Regions from separate parts of the Mus musculus genome. Here region 1 is linked to region 2. Evidence: chromatin contacts called from public HiChIP or PLAC-seq data. All regions are on one chromosome and are shown on one strand. Each heading gives the region's core, a stretch centred on a gene start, on an enhancer-like site or on the middle of the called end of the contact. The rest is flanking DNA. Distances are from core to core; before and after follow the strand shown.

Region 1 (6,446 bases), core at 2,547-5,046, 92 kb before region 2:
GTAATGAGATCTGATGCCCTCTTCTGGTGTGTCTGAAGACAGCTACAGTGTGCTTACATATAATAAATAAATAAATAAATAAATAAATAAATAAATAAATAAATAAATAAATCTTTAAAAAAAAAACCTTTAAAAAAAATAAAACCCTCATGAGTAATATGAATGGCATGCTAGCCTTAATTGCTATGGAAAAGTAAAATAAAAAATGAAGTAGGAGCTGGAGTTGTACCTCATTTAGTAAATGGTTTTGCCTAGTATGAATGAAGCCCTGGCTAGATTTCTACCATTGCACAAACCAGGAGTGGTGGTGCATGCCTGTGATCCCAGCACATGGGGGTAGGAGGCAGAAGGATCAGGAAGTTAAAGGAGATCCTTGGCTTTGTGGTGAGCTTGAGAATAGCCCAGCTACTTGATCCAATTTTAGTGACTTTTGTTTCTTGAGTGTGTGGGGGGGATAATGCGTGCATGTGCTTGTGTGTGCACGTGGAAGCTAGACAACATCTTTGGGTATCATTCCTCAGGAGCTGGCCATCTTGTGTTTTGAAACAAGGTCTGTTATTGGCCTGGAACTCACCAATTAGGCTAGTCTGGTTGGCCAACAAGCCCTAACAGTCCACTTGTCTCCACGTCCCCAACACTTAGATTACAAAGATGGTCCACCTCACCAACTTTTTATATGGATTCTGGAGATCAAACTCAGGTCCTCATGCTTTCATGGCAAGCATGTTACCAACCGAGCTGTCTTCCTAGTCCCTAATGACTTTTACCTTAACTAGTCCAGAACTTAGTATAAAAGAGCGAGGAGTTGGACTGGGCACACAAGATTTTACACACACACACACACACACACACACACACACACACACACACACACATACACACACACAATTTGGAGAAAAATGCAGCTGGAAATGGGAAACAGCAGTGGTTTTGTTGAAGTACTGCATTACTTAACATTAACTTTGCAATGACAACAAAGTAGTTATATTGTGCTATTTGGAAGTCTGGTACATGTATAACCAAAGTAATGCCATAAAATGGGTACTTTTACGGACACAGTTTTATAGATTGGGCACAGAGTGTTAAAGCCCTAATAAAAGCTACTTGGCTAATAGTCCGTTTTTTAGATCTAGGCCATGTAGTTCCTGCATCTGTGATTTGCTATCTCTCTTGGACTTTTGTTTATATTTATCTAAGGCTGCAGTGAATAGTTGTAGAAAAAAGTAACTTTTTCAAATTTGTTTAATATTACCAGTATTTATCAACTGCAAAATGTATTTAAAACTACTGTAATACAACAAGCGTATGCTGCTATGTAATCCATTCTTTATTAGTTGGTATTTAATGTTTATTATATCCTGCTACTTTAGTAGGCATTCTACTTGGCAATGATCAGAATAGAAAATATTCCTGTTTTCCTGAAGTTTGCAGGGTAACAGGAAAGAATATAAACAGTGTATATATAGAAATCATAAGGACAGGAAGGAAAAGGGGAGGTTGTTAACAGACAAAAATAATAATGTAATCTAATTTAGTTTAAGGAATGAAGGAAAAAATTCTGAAAAGGTGGCATTTAAAGTTAAGTCATAAAAGAATAATAGGACTTCACCAGCTGAGGATTTGTTAAGAATGTCCTAGAGGCCAAGTAGATGACTCGTGGGTGAAGGACTTGCCTTGCCACCCAGCCTGATGGCTGAGCTCCATGCCAAGAACTCACATGAGTAAAGGAGAGAACAGGAAGTTGTCCTCTGACCTCTGTACATAAACTGTGGCAGAATGGATGTGCCTACCTCACCACTCCCATACATGCAAAATGAATAAATAAATGGAAAAATTATAATCCTTATTAAAGTGATTTTTTTCCCTTGTTAATAAAATTGTTTGGAGTCCACTGGGTTTAGAAAGAATCCTTTTAGGCAGACCAAATTGTAGAAAGAAAGAAATCTGTTACAGAGAATAGGATTTCCAGAATTTTCTAGTAGAACATGAAAAGGGTATAAAACAACCCCAGGACATATGAAATAATTTGAAAGGAACACCATAGACTCTGCCTTCTTTAGCTAGAGTATGCCTGCCATACTCGTTCTCTGGAGGCTGAAGCATGAGTATCATAACTTTCAGGGCAGTCTGGGCTGTAACAAAGACTCTGCTGGACTAATGAGATGGCTTAACAAGCAAAGGCACTTGCTATCAAGCCTGACAACCATTGTTTGAGTCGCCAGGACCCACATACTGGTAGGAGAGAACCAACTCCTACAAGTTGTCCTTTGATTGCCATACCTACACCCTCATGCACACACACACACACACACACACACACACACACACACACACACACTAAACAAATAGTGTTTTAAAATTTTCCAAAAAGAGAACACCGTCCATATTTTGGATACTAGGAATTAGAATATGCTGTTATCAAGTATATTGGCAGGGCACAGAAGCATGTATACTTTGGTCAAAGAGAATAAGTAAGGCATAAGATTGTGAGGAGACATGGCCAGATTTAAATTCTAGATTCTAATTTCTAAGTGGCAAAATTCAAAACATCATTCTTCTCCCTTCAAAATCACACAAATGTGCTAGGACAAAAGACAAAGAATATAGTCCTCATGTCAAAGAAAGCAGGAAATATATGTAGCCCAAAAAACCCCACATGTGTTGAAGGGCCAGAGAAATGCACATGATAAAAGTGCCCATGGCTGTTCAACTCAAACAGAGATGACAGAGTTCTCAGAGAAACAATGCCAACAATGTCCATAGGCACATCCTAGGCCTTCAGTATCCTTAAAGAAGCCTAGCAGGGGCCAGTGAAGACTCTCCCAAATAACATCCAAAACAAATCGAGACCAAAAGGTAGAGATTGCATCTTTTTTTAAAGGTCTTTCTTTGTTCTTTTCTTTTTCTTTTTTTCTTTTTTTGTTTGTTTTGTTTGTTTTTCAAGACAGGATTTCTCTGTGTAGCCCTGGCTGTCCTAAAACTCACTCTGTAGACCAGGCTGGCCTCAAACTCAGAAATCCACCTGCCTCTGCCTCCCAAGTGCTGGGGTTAAAGGCATGCGCCACCACTGACCAGTTGAGATTGCATCTTTAATGTTAAACAAGATCAAATCTGGGGGTGTGTGTGAAGATTGCTTCAAAGCAGTAGTAAAAAGTGAAGACTACAGAAAACAGGGCAGTATTGACATAACAATGACAAAGTGTCAATCTACTAACCATATTGTTGAAGAAGTTATCTTAATGCTGTGTGCCAACACATATAAAATACCTTTATCACTGATGGAGATCCAAATATGGAAGGGTAATAATTTCTATCATATGTTAAGATTGCTACTTGAAAGAAATCTGCCTGGTGTTTGAAGACCAGTAATCATTTTATGTGTCAAATTCTACCTTGCACGGAGCTGTGTCTTCTGTATAGGCCATGCTTTGTAGATAATGGTTTAAAAGAAATTAAACCCAATGGGCTCAGTTTCAAAAGTAGAGGTGTCTCCTGGGACAGTCCTGTGAAATGAGCTCCTGAAAGCTAGCTTTGCCCCAGTGCCCAGCCCTGGCTCTGGTAGATTGTTTCCAGAGGTATCAGTTGAACTTTGCCGAGGGGGTGGGTCGGTGGGGGATGCTGATGGCTCCCTGTGATCCTTGGTAGCAGCCACATTTGTGGTTTTCCTCTTGAGTGTTTGTCTTCAGAATAGTATTTTTCCTAGGTCAAATACAAAACCAGCTGCTGTCTGGCCCCTCTGACCCCATCACAGATGGGTGGGGTTTGCTGCTCAGTGACCGAGATAAAGTCGTAGAGATAAGCTCCTGGGAAGAACAGTGACGTTCAGTTGTAGTTGAGTTTTTCACAGAAGCCTGTGCTGTGGGGCAGTATTATAAAAAGGAGGCACATTACGCATTCCATCTCTATGTATGAGTGTCCATGTAGTATGTATGCATGTGCCATGCATATTCGTATGGAAGACAGAGGTAGGTGTCAGGTATCTTCCTCTACCATTCTACAGGTTTGAGCTAGGGATTCTCTCCAGGCAGTGGTGGTGAATGACTTTAATCCCAGTTCTCAGGAGGCAGAGGCAGGTGGATCTGTGAGTTTGAGGCTAGCCAGGTCTACAAAGTGAGTTCCAGGACAGCCAGGACTACAGAGAGAAATTCTATCTTGGGGAAAAACAAACAACCAAACAAACAAATAAATGAACAAAAAAATAGAGAGTCTCCCTGACCCTGAAGAAAGCTGTTTCAGTATAACTGAAGGACCAGTAAGCCTTCAGGATTCGCCTGCCTGCCTGCCGTCCATGCCGACACTCACTCAGCAGGACCCACTGTGGACGCTTTCTGCAGGGATGCTGTGGTCAGACCCAGGTCCTCAGGCCTCCTTGGCAAGCACGTGCACACTCAGCTTTTCTCCTGCCCCCATTTCCAATCCCACAGAAACCTCAGGCTTCTTATGGTTTGAACAAGGCCTGTATGTTTGCTTGTTTGTTTATCTAATAAACTGCTTGTTGGGAAGAAAGTAGTACACTTCAGGTCCCATATTACCCACGAGTTAAGGTTCAACAACCTCACATAAGAGTGCTCTTATTGCTAAGACACTCAGGGTAGTGCAGCACCAGGCTTTATTAAGCAGAGACCTCTCATTGTTAAAAGTGAGATGATTCCCTTAGAAGCTATACACACTGCCAAAGGGAATTATGACCGAGAACATGTTTTTGGTGAATAGATGCCAAATACCCTTCTCACCTGATGATTACTGTTGTAATATTTGCCCATTAGCTACTTTCAGCTCAGGAAATAGATTAGACCCTTAATAGCCTATGCAATCAGGAAATGAGCAACATATTTATAGATTCCACTAGTGAATTTGAAATAAAACTTCCTGCCTTTTAAAAATGAAGGCTCCTGCCTAGAGAGATGGCTCACTGCTTAAGCACACTTGCTGTTCTTTCAGGAGACCCCAATTCAGTTCCCAGCACCCATATGAGACAACTTCCAGCCATCCTATATAGAGTAACTGTAGGAACAACATTAAGAGTAACTGTCCTATAGACAGGCCAAAAGCAAGCCATGTTTTTAGCTTTCCTTGGGGCCTTAAGGACCACCAAGGCTGGTTTTCATCTGAAGTTGACCACTGTGAAGCTCTGTGGTTTGGGAACTGTGGTATTAAAGCAGCTGAGTTAGAGGACCCAGAAGGCTCGCCCAGCCCTTATACCACCTGGGTCCAAATCTGTCATTTCTTAGATTCCTGAATTCTGCCTTTTCAGCCTTGCTTTCTGTACCCGCTAAAGACAAAAACTCTTGGGAAAGAAAATTTAAATGGCATAATGTTTTTAAAAGAAAGGTTCAAGTCAAAGTGCTTTGAAAACACATGATTCTGAAGGTTGTATTTTTTAAAGGTGTTGGATTTTCTCTCTCTCTCTCTATTTTCTCTCTCTCTCTCTCTCTCTCTGTGTGTAGACAAATGCACGTGTTTTCATTATATATATAAAATTTATACTATTGCTATAGCCCATTGATAAAAATTATAATAGGTTGTAAAACTACGGGCCATTAAAATCTTGAACCTGCATGTATATCATTATGTATTGCTTGTTGACTCTTTTATTCTTAACCCAGACAATCGGACCTTCACAACAAAATTGGGTTTTGTCAGAGGCATTATTATTACTGTTATTACTATAAAAAAGAAAAGCACCCAGCCACCCACTATCTGATAACAAGTGCCCCATCTAAGGAGTTCAGTTTGAATAATTTGAGTATGGCTGCTGACTTCATTCTGTATGAGCAGTAGCCTAGCAAGTGTCTAGCACCAAGTTTGATTCCCAGCACCATACACACAGTTTGAATAATTCTTTCATAAATAGCAATTCTTAGCAGTGTGATTTAAAATGCTGTAAAAGAAGTTTAAGTAGATTTGGCTTCTCTCCCATGCTGCTGTCTTAAAATAAAGTATGTCACATGGCATATTGATTACAGAATTCAAGGCCAATTACATCCCAGAAACAAAACACTTCTTTCTCTCCCATTATGATATTCGTCACTAATATGTTTCCCTGTGATTATTTGTAAAAGCTGGCTTCATCTAGTTTCTCCATTAAGTTCTATTCAAAGTAGACTTTAAAAGTATTTTAGGAAAACTGGCCTGATTGTCTTTACCTGCAACCCCAACTTGGGCAACTTAGTTATACCGTGTCTTAAAATAAAACAACAACAACAGTTTGAGGATGAAGCTCAATGCTCAATACTTGTCTATTATAGCAACCTGGGCTCAGTCTCCACTGTGTAGGTAGGATTTGGGGGAACACAAGGAGGAAATCATTTAGTGAATAAAGGGATTGGGAATTGTTACCTGGTTCCATATACATATGGTTTCGAATACAATAATAAAAAGTGAAATAGCTAGGCATAGTGGCACATGCCTGCAATTATAGTATCTGGAAGCTGAGGCAGGAGGAT
Region 2 (6,564 bases), core at 33-2,532:
GAGGTTTCAGAGCTGCCTTCCACCTTTTGTGATAGCATTGTGTTTATTTAATGCTTTCTGGTGGTGAAGCTTGATTGATACTTCATGGGAATCATAAAATGAATTGGTCTACTTTTTCTCCTCTAGAAAGTATTTTTTGTTGTGTTTTTAAAAATATTTTTGTTGTTGTTTTGAGGCGCCTGAAACCCTTAATTCTGCCTCAGCTCTCTAGTGCTAGCATTAGAAATGCTTGCTTTCACACCACCCTCTAGCTGCTTTTAGGATGGAGAGGGGGTAATTCCTGTACATAGACATAAGGAACTATTGCAGAATATTTCATTACACTGTGAACCTGTGATTGTGTTACTTATTGGAAAAAAAAAAAAAACCACTGTTTTTAGTTGTGGTGTGGCTCAGCCCTTAGCATACACCTTTAATCCCAAACAGTGATGATAAAGTTAGTTTGTAGAAGGAAGCACCCATGTTTGAAAAATGATCTCTAGTTGAGTGGCAGACAAAGTGACAAATCAGAGAAAGATTTGACAGAATAGGCTATGCCCAGCTCTCAGGAGGGAGAGGAAAGGGAAGCTATGTAAAAGAGCAGTCCAGAGAGAGAAAGGACAGTAGGAGGTAATTTTACAGGGAGAGTTTTAGAGACAATTGAAGAGACACACATGAAGACAGGAGAAGCCAAAAGATTAGAACAGATTGCTAATGTTAGTTTGAGACCAAGCAGAGCGATTCATTCAGGAGAAGCAGAGGGGGAGGAGGGAGATTGAATCAGTCAGCTTGGAGAGGAGTTTAAGCCAGAGTTGAACCAACCGGCCAGAGTTCAGAAAGAAGTAGGAAAGGGTGAGCTTATTTAGCAGTAAGTATCCAAGGCTGAAACATTCTAAACCTAGATTAGATTGCTTAGAGGCTAGAAGCTTTCAGGATAGGCCCTAATTAGCAGACTGAAGCAGTAAGCCTCTGAGACAGTTATTTCAGCAGAATAAAAGATACTTTTACAAGGGACCCAGGAAGTATCCCTTGTCTGTCAGTGTGTGTGCTCCCAGAGCAAGTGCAGGAAACCTTCTAGGAACATGTTATGGTTTGACTTGTACTTTGAAGGCTGGGCAAGGCAGAGTGTGGATTTGGAGGAAAGCCAGATGGAAAATGGTGGAAAGAGGGATGAGTGAGCAGAAAAGTATTTCATTTGGCAAGAGATTCAAATGCAGAAGTGAAACAAAAACCCCCAGGGGCCCAGGCTGTCCTGGGCTGAAGAGTTGGGGTTTATATTGTGTTTGAAACAGGATGTTTTGAGTAGAAGTAGCTGCTGGTGGATGTGCTATTGGCACTGTTTAGATGTTGTGAGGAATATGGAGCCAGTGGCAGAGGTCCCCAGACAGGAACACAGATCAGACTAAAAATGAGAAGAAGTAGATTCTAAAGCCAAAATAGTAATAGTTAAAACAGAAGAGACATGGGGTTTGCTTTGGGTTGGTTGGTTGGTTTTGCTAGAAAGGGCAAAACTAATTCTGAGATGTTTGTGGGGTAATTAGATGGAAATCAGCTCAGGGAACATAAAGACTGTGAGCCCTTGTAACCTGTCATTACATGCAAATACATTTTTTTAATTTATTTTTTTATTAGGTATTTTCCTCGTTTACATTTTCAATGCTATCCCAAAGGTCCCCCATACCCCCCCATCCCCTACCCACCCACTCCCCCTTTTTGGCCCTGGCGTTCCCCTGTACTGGGGCATATAAAGTTTGCAAGTCCAATGGGCCTCTCTTTGCAGTGATGGCCGACGAGGCCATCTTTTGATACATATGCAGCTAAAGACAAGAGTTCCCGGGTACTGGTTAGTTCATATTGTTGTTCCACCTATAGGGTTTCAGTTCCCTTTAGCTCCCTGGGTAATTTCTCTAGCTCCTGCATTGGAGGCCGTGTGACCCATCCAGTAGCTGACTGTGATCATCCACTTCTGTGTTTGCTAGGCCCCGGCATAGTCTCACAAAAGCAAGTTATATCTGGGTCCTTTCAGCAAAATCTTGCTAGTGTATGCAATGGTGTCAGCATTTGGAAGCTGATTATGGGATGGATCCCTGCATATGGCAATCACTAGATGGTCCATCCTTTCATCACAGCTCCAAATTTTGTCTCTGTAACTCCTTCCATGGGTGTTTTGTTCCCATTTCTAAGAAAGGGTAAAGTGTCCACACTTTGGTCTTCGTTCTTCTGACAAATACATTTTAATTGACACATTTTGCAATAGGTGGCCAGTGTATTCCAGGTGCACAGCCACACTAGGCTTTGAACATAGGCTTTGAACTCAGGTCCTTGACGCTTGCTCAGCAATCCCTACTATGGACTGAACATCTCTGCAGCCCTTAATTTCTTTGATATATTAACTACAAGTTTTTATTTTATTTTTTATTTTTTTTTGGCAGGGCTAGAGAGAAGGCTCGTCAGTTAGAAATAGTTGTTGCTCTTACAAAAAAGACCCGGGTTCTCTTGCCAGTGCCCACATGGTGGCTCACAGACATCTGTGATCCAGCTCTCTGGGATCCAATGCTTTTTTTTTTTTTTTTTTTAGTTCTGTGGACACCAGGCACACATGTGGCACACACATACACCCAGGCAAATGTGCACATACATAAAATAAATAAATCTAGGTGGGTTATACATGTCACGAGTCCAGTGTATACTTTGAAATTTGACAACTCTTACTTTTCATTCATGTGTCTATTTTGTTTCATATGTTTAAGATTTATTTTCATTCATTTTTGTAAAAGAAAAGATTCTTATTTCAGACAATAGATTTAACATTCTACTTTTTAAATATTTTCACCCCAGAAAGCATTTCTTTTGACTTGTTTCAGTACTTACCAACACCTTATGTCAGAATCAATCATTAAATAGGTTTTTATTAAACATGTGTTTCCTACTGGCCAGGTGCTGTTCAGTTCTGCACCCTGCACACCTATTGTGTTCATTTGATTACTGTAGCCTAGCACTGCTTAGTCATGAAGGAACTGAAGCACTTTATTCACTATGATACTTAAGGAAACTTTTGTGATTGAAAAGAGAAATTCTATGGCCCAGCGGGAATTGTTGCTAGTTTATAATTCTTTGTACTGAATTCATAGTATGAAGTAGCTCTCAATAGAGATTTAATAGGTGGTTCCGCGGAGAGGCTCTGAATTCATTATTGCTAGCCACAGAAAGCTGGTGACAGCAAGAACCCACTTCTGTGCTGAATGTCTCTCCTGATTAGGTCAGGCTTCCCACACGGAGCTTGCAGGCCTTCTCCTCATTTCAGAAATGACTGTTTGCAGTGCTGCTCACTTGCAAAAACATCTCCTAGGACCCGACATGCTAGTGTGCTCTGTGAACTGATAAACAGTTAAGTCACCATTCATTCTGTTTCCTAGTAAAGAAACTCTGCTCTGTCTTTAGATATGTTCTCAATTAAGTACCAGGCTGGAGAAACAGCAAGCAGCCAGCAAGGAGGAGCTAGAAGCAGTAAAGGTAAGACGCGTGATGTCATTTCTTCCGAAGCCATCCTCAGAGACCCCTCTCCGCACTTTGTATAATGCACTCAGACACTAGGGCGAGTCTTAGTCCTCTTTCCTGCCCCAGGCATGTCTTTCCTGATATTTATGCTCCTATAGCTAACATGGGACTTCACAGGCAAGGTGGTAGGAAAGGAGAGACTATATAAGCCCTGAGTCTTGTGTCTTCTTGGGTGGTGGGAACCCACTCAAGAAAGTTCAGCACCTCACATCTGACTGTTGATCTAATAGACTGGCTTCCATTTGGATTCTGCAGGATTATCCTGACAGTCTCTTCAACAGCAAGCACTACTGGAAAAAACAATTGATTCAGCAAAGAATTTTTACTTTCATAATAAAATATAATATAGTAAAATATAAGAGAAAACAAAAACTGTCATATTGGAGTTGGACAAGACAAACAGAAGGAAAAGAACCCAAGAGAAAGCATAAGAATTAGAAACCCACTTATTCTCAGACTTATGAATCCCATAAAAACACTGAACGGGAATCCGGTTTTTAATGTTTTTCGAGGAAAGGTATTCCAGCTATTTTTATGCTGCCCCCTGGTGGGTAAAACTCCTTATGTCATTTCTTTATTTTAGAAAAGGCATTGCTTGTTTCTTAGAAATAGGAGAAATGGGAGCAGTGAATATGATCAAAACAGGCCGTATGGGACTCCTGAAGAACTAATAAAGATAACAGTACACCAAATGGATTGGTATTCTCAATAAGAATCAATGTACAATATCTTCCTTTTGACAAATTTTGTTAAATTTATTTTTGTATACATTTTTTAAATGTAGAAGTGTTGTGTCTGCATGCATACCTAAATGCCAGAAGAGGACATCAGATCCCTTCATAGATGGGCCTCTGGAAGAGCAACCAATATTCTTAACTGCTGAGACATCTCACCAGCCCACAATAAATTCTTACAAATACCCAATACAGTGTTAGTTTGCCAGATAGCTTTCTATTTGAACATATTCAGGTTCACATATGAGAGTGTCCTAGTCAAATTAGCATTTAATGGGGTTGAAAATTTAACTTCTCTAATCTTCAAAGTTTTTCTTCAGAATAGAACATTGCATGTGTCATAATTTTAGAGAGTAAGTAAGGTAAGTACTTAGGTTAATTTGGGGGATGATACAGCAGGAGCTGTCCTTACAGTTTAAGTGGGGTTTTCTCACTTCATGGTACAAAACATTAATTGAGGTTCTTAGAAAAAGCTTGTTGGCCAGACAGTGGTGGCACACGCCTTTAATCCCAGCACTTGGGAGGCAGAGGCAGGCAGATTTCTGAGTTCGAGGCCAGCCTGGTCTACAAAGTGAGTTCTAGGACAGTCAGGACTACACAGAGAAAGCCTGTTTCAAAAAACCAAAAACCAAAAAGAGAGAGAGAGAGAGAGAGAGAGAAAAGAAAAGGCTTGTGGTCTTTTTTCCTAAATATACTAAAATTTTAGGGTCACTTTTTTCCCTGTCTGATGTGCCTTTTCATTTCTTTTTCTACTTAGCATTTTCCATTCTTTCTACGTTATAGGTCCACTTGTATGTTTGACCAATATGAGTAGTGATACATCATGATTGAAGTCTTGAACTAAAATCTTTGTGGAAATAAAACCCAAACAATTTCATTGAACACATAGAAATGGTTTCATTGAGAAACTGTTATTGTATACAAAATTGAACTGTCCTTTTGATATAAAAGTACAAAGGAAAAAGACTTGGAATTTTCCTGTAAGGCAAGTTACACACACGTTCATACACAAGCATCATTTAGGAATCATAGGACAGTTCTGCATTTAGATCACACTGGCAGAGGTGTAGGATAGACAAAACCTAAGAGCTACCAGCCAGAGAACTTTAGGGACTAATGCAGGATGCATAGCATTCAGCTAGAGAGAAGGGTTTAAAAGAATATTCTAAAAAATAAAAAAATATTAAAAAGGAATATTCTAGAAAAGCAGTGAGGACACAGAGTCATTATGTCATTATTCATTAGAGGAGACAGATGTGATTACAATAAGTGATGGAGAAAAACAAGAAGGTAAGGTCAGCAACTGAGGGGCTGGAGAGATGGCTCAGCGGTGGTTAAGAAACTCACTGCTCTTCTAAGGGACCTGGGTTCAGTTCCTTGTACCCATATCGAAGCTCACACTTGTCTGTAACTCCAGTTCCAGGGGATCTGACACCTTCCTACACACGCACATGTAGGTAAAACACCAATGCACAAAAATTTTTTAAAAAATTTTTTTAATTAGCTAATGAAAGGTGATGGCATCCTAAAAGAGAAAGGTGAACTTGCACAAGGAAGAGTGACTAGCTTTTATTAGTACCTGTTTTATGCACTAATCTTTGCTGTCCTAAGGCTTTATGTGCCTTCGTCCTTGTAGCCCTACAACTACCCTAGGAAACAGACAGGATTGCATCTTCCAGCGATTGAAAGGAGGCCCCAAATGGATGGCTAAGTGGTTGAATTACAATACTGGTAAGCAGCAGAAATAGGATTTGAACCCAGAGTCAGACTCTAATTCATATTCTTGGTCATTAGCTTGCCATGCTGCTTCAGTATCTCATATGGTATGATGTGCCAGACTGGTTCCTTAGTGTCTATAGTGCTGTGATGTCTCCAGTCCATCCGCTATACTGTAATCACAACAAACATGCCCATATACAAATTTTTACCTCAGCACCCTGTGTGTGTTTTACTTCCAAGTACATATAATCAACCCAAAACAATGCTGTCTTAAACACAAAAGGGATCATGTTTTAGAGAAGTGGATTCTTGTTCATTATTGAACCATGTCCGCATTATCCTAGCAATAAATAACACCTTAAAAAGGTGCTTCTCTTTTTCCACTCTACCCCAAGGGCTTCCGTCCTCAAGGTCACATAAGAAATACTTGTTAACTGAAGCTTATTCCACTATTCCTGCGTCCCAAGGCAGAACTTTTGGCCAGTGAGGATGCAAGGCTTTAACAACCTTGTTCTAGCAGAGTAAGATCTTTCTAGCCCTGGGAAGTCTTCTGAAACACATTTCTGCTTATATA

Evidence for each region. HiChIP or PLAC-seq counts read pairs in DNA pulled down with a chosen protein or histone mark.
Region 1: a contact with region 2 is called in an H3K27ac HiChIP or PLAC-seq map of the HPC-7 cell line, with 11 times the contacts expected there. The contact joins two enhancer-like sites. A contact is called at or near these places in 8 of 39 promoter capture datasets (the C10 cell line, the HPC-7 cell line, HPC-7-derived erythroid cells and 4 more), 2 of 15 datasets of contacts at CTCF or cohesin (large pre-B cells and pro-B cells), 16 of 484 Hi-C or Micro-C datasets (the CH12 cell line, the G1E-ER4 cell line, the HPC-7 cell line and 10 more), 11 of 115 datasets of contacts at active chromatin or transcription factors (the 230-238 cell line, the HPC-7 cell line, double positive thymocytes and 7 more) and 3 of 9 other capture datasets (adipose tissue, liver and pancreatic islet).

Annotation. Positions count from the first base shown.
Region 1 is chr1:160,322,976-160,329,421 of GRCm38.p6, reverse strand. All of the region lies in intron 19 of Rabgap1l (RAB GTPase activating protein 1-like), which reads left to right. Among named protein-coding and RNA genes, the nearest start is that of Mir1927, 30 kb to the right of the region's middle. Within about 2 kb of position 3,796, at least 16 of the 459 cell types and tissues checked have an H3K27ac peak or open chromatin away from gene starts, as enhancers often do. A contact at or near this core is called in the HPC-7 cell line, where this site is marked.
Region 2 is chr1:160,228,724-160,235,287 of GRCm38.p6, reverse strand. It overlaps a transcript of Rabgap1l not described here. Among named protein-coding and RNA genes, the nearest start is that of Cacybp, 19 kb to the right of the region's middle. Within about 2 kb of position 1,282, at least 109 of the 459 cell types and tissues checked have an H3K27ac peak or open chromatin away from gene starts, as enhancers often do. A contact at or near this core is called in the HPC-7 cell line, where this site is marked.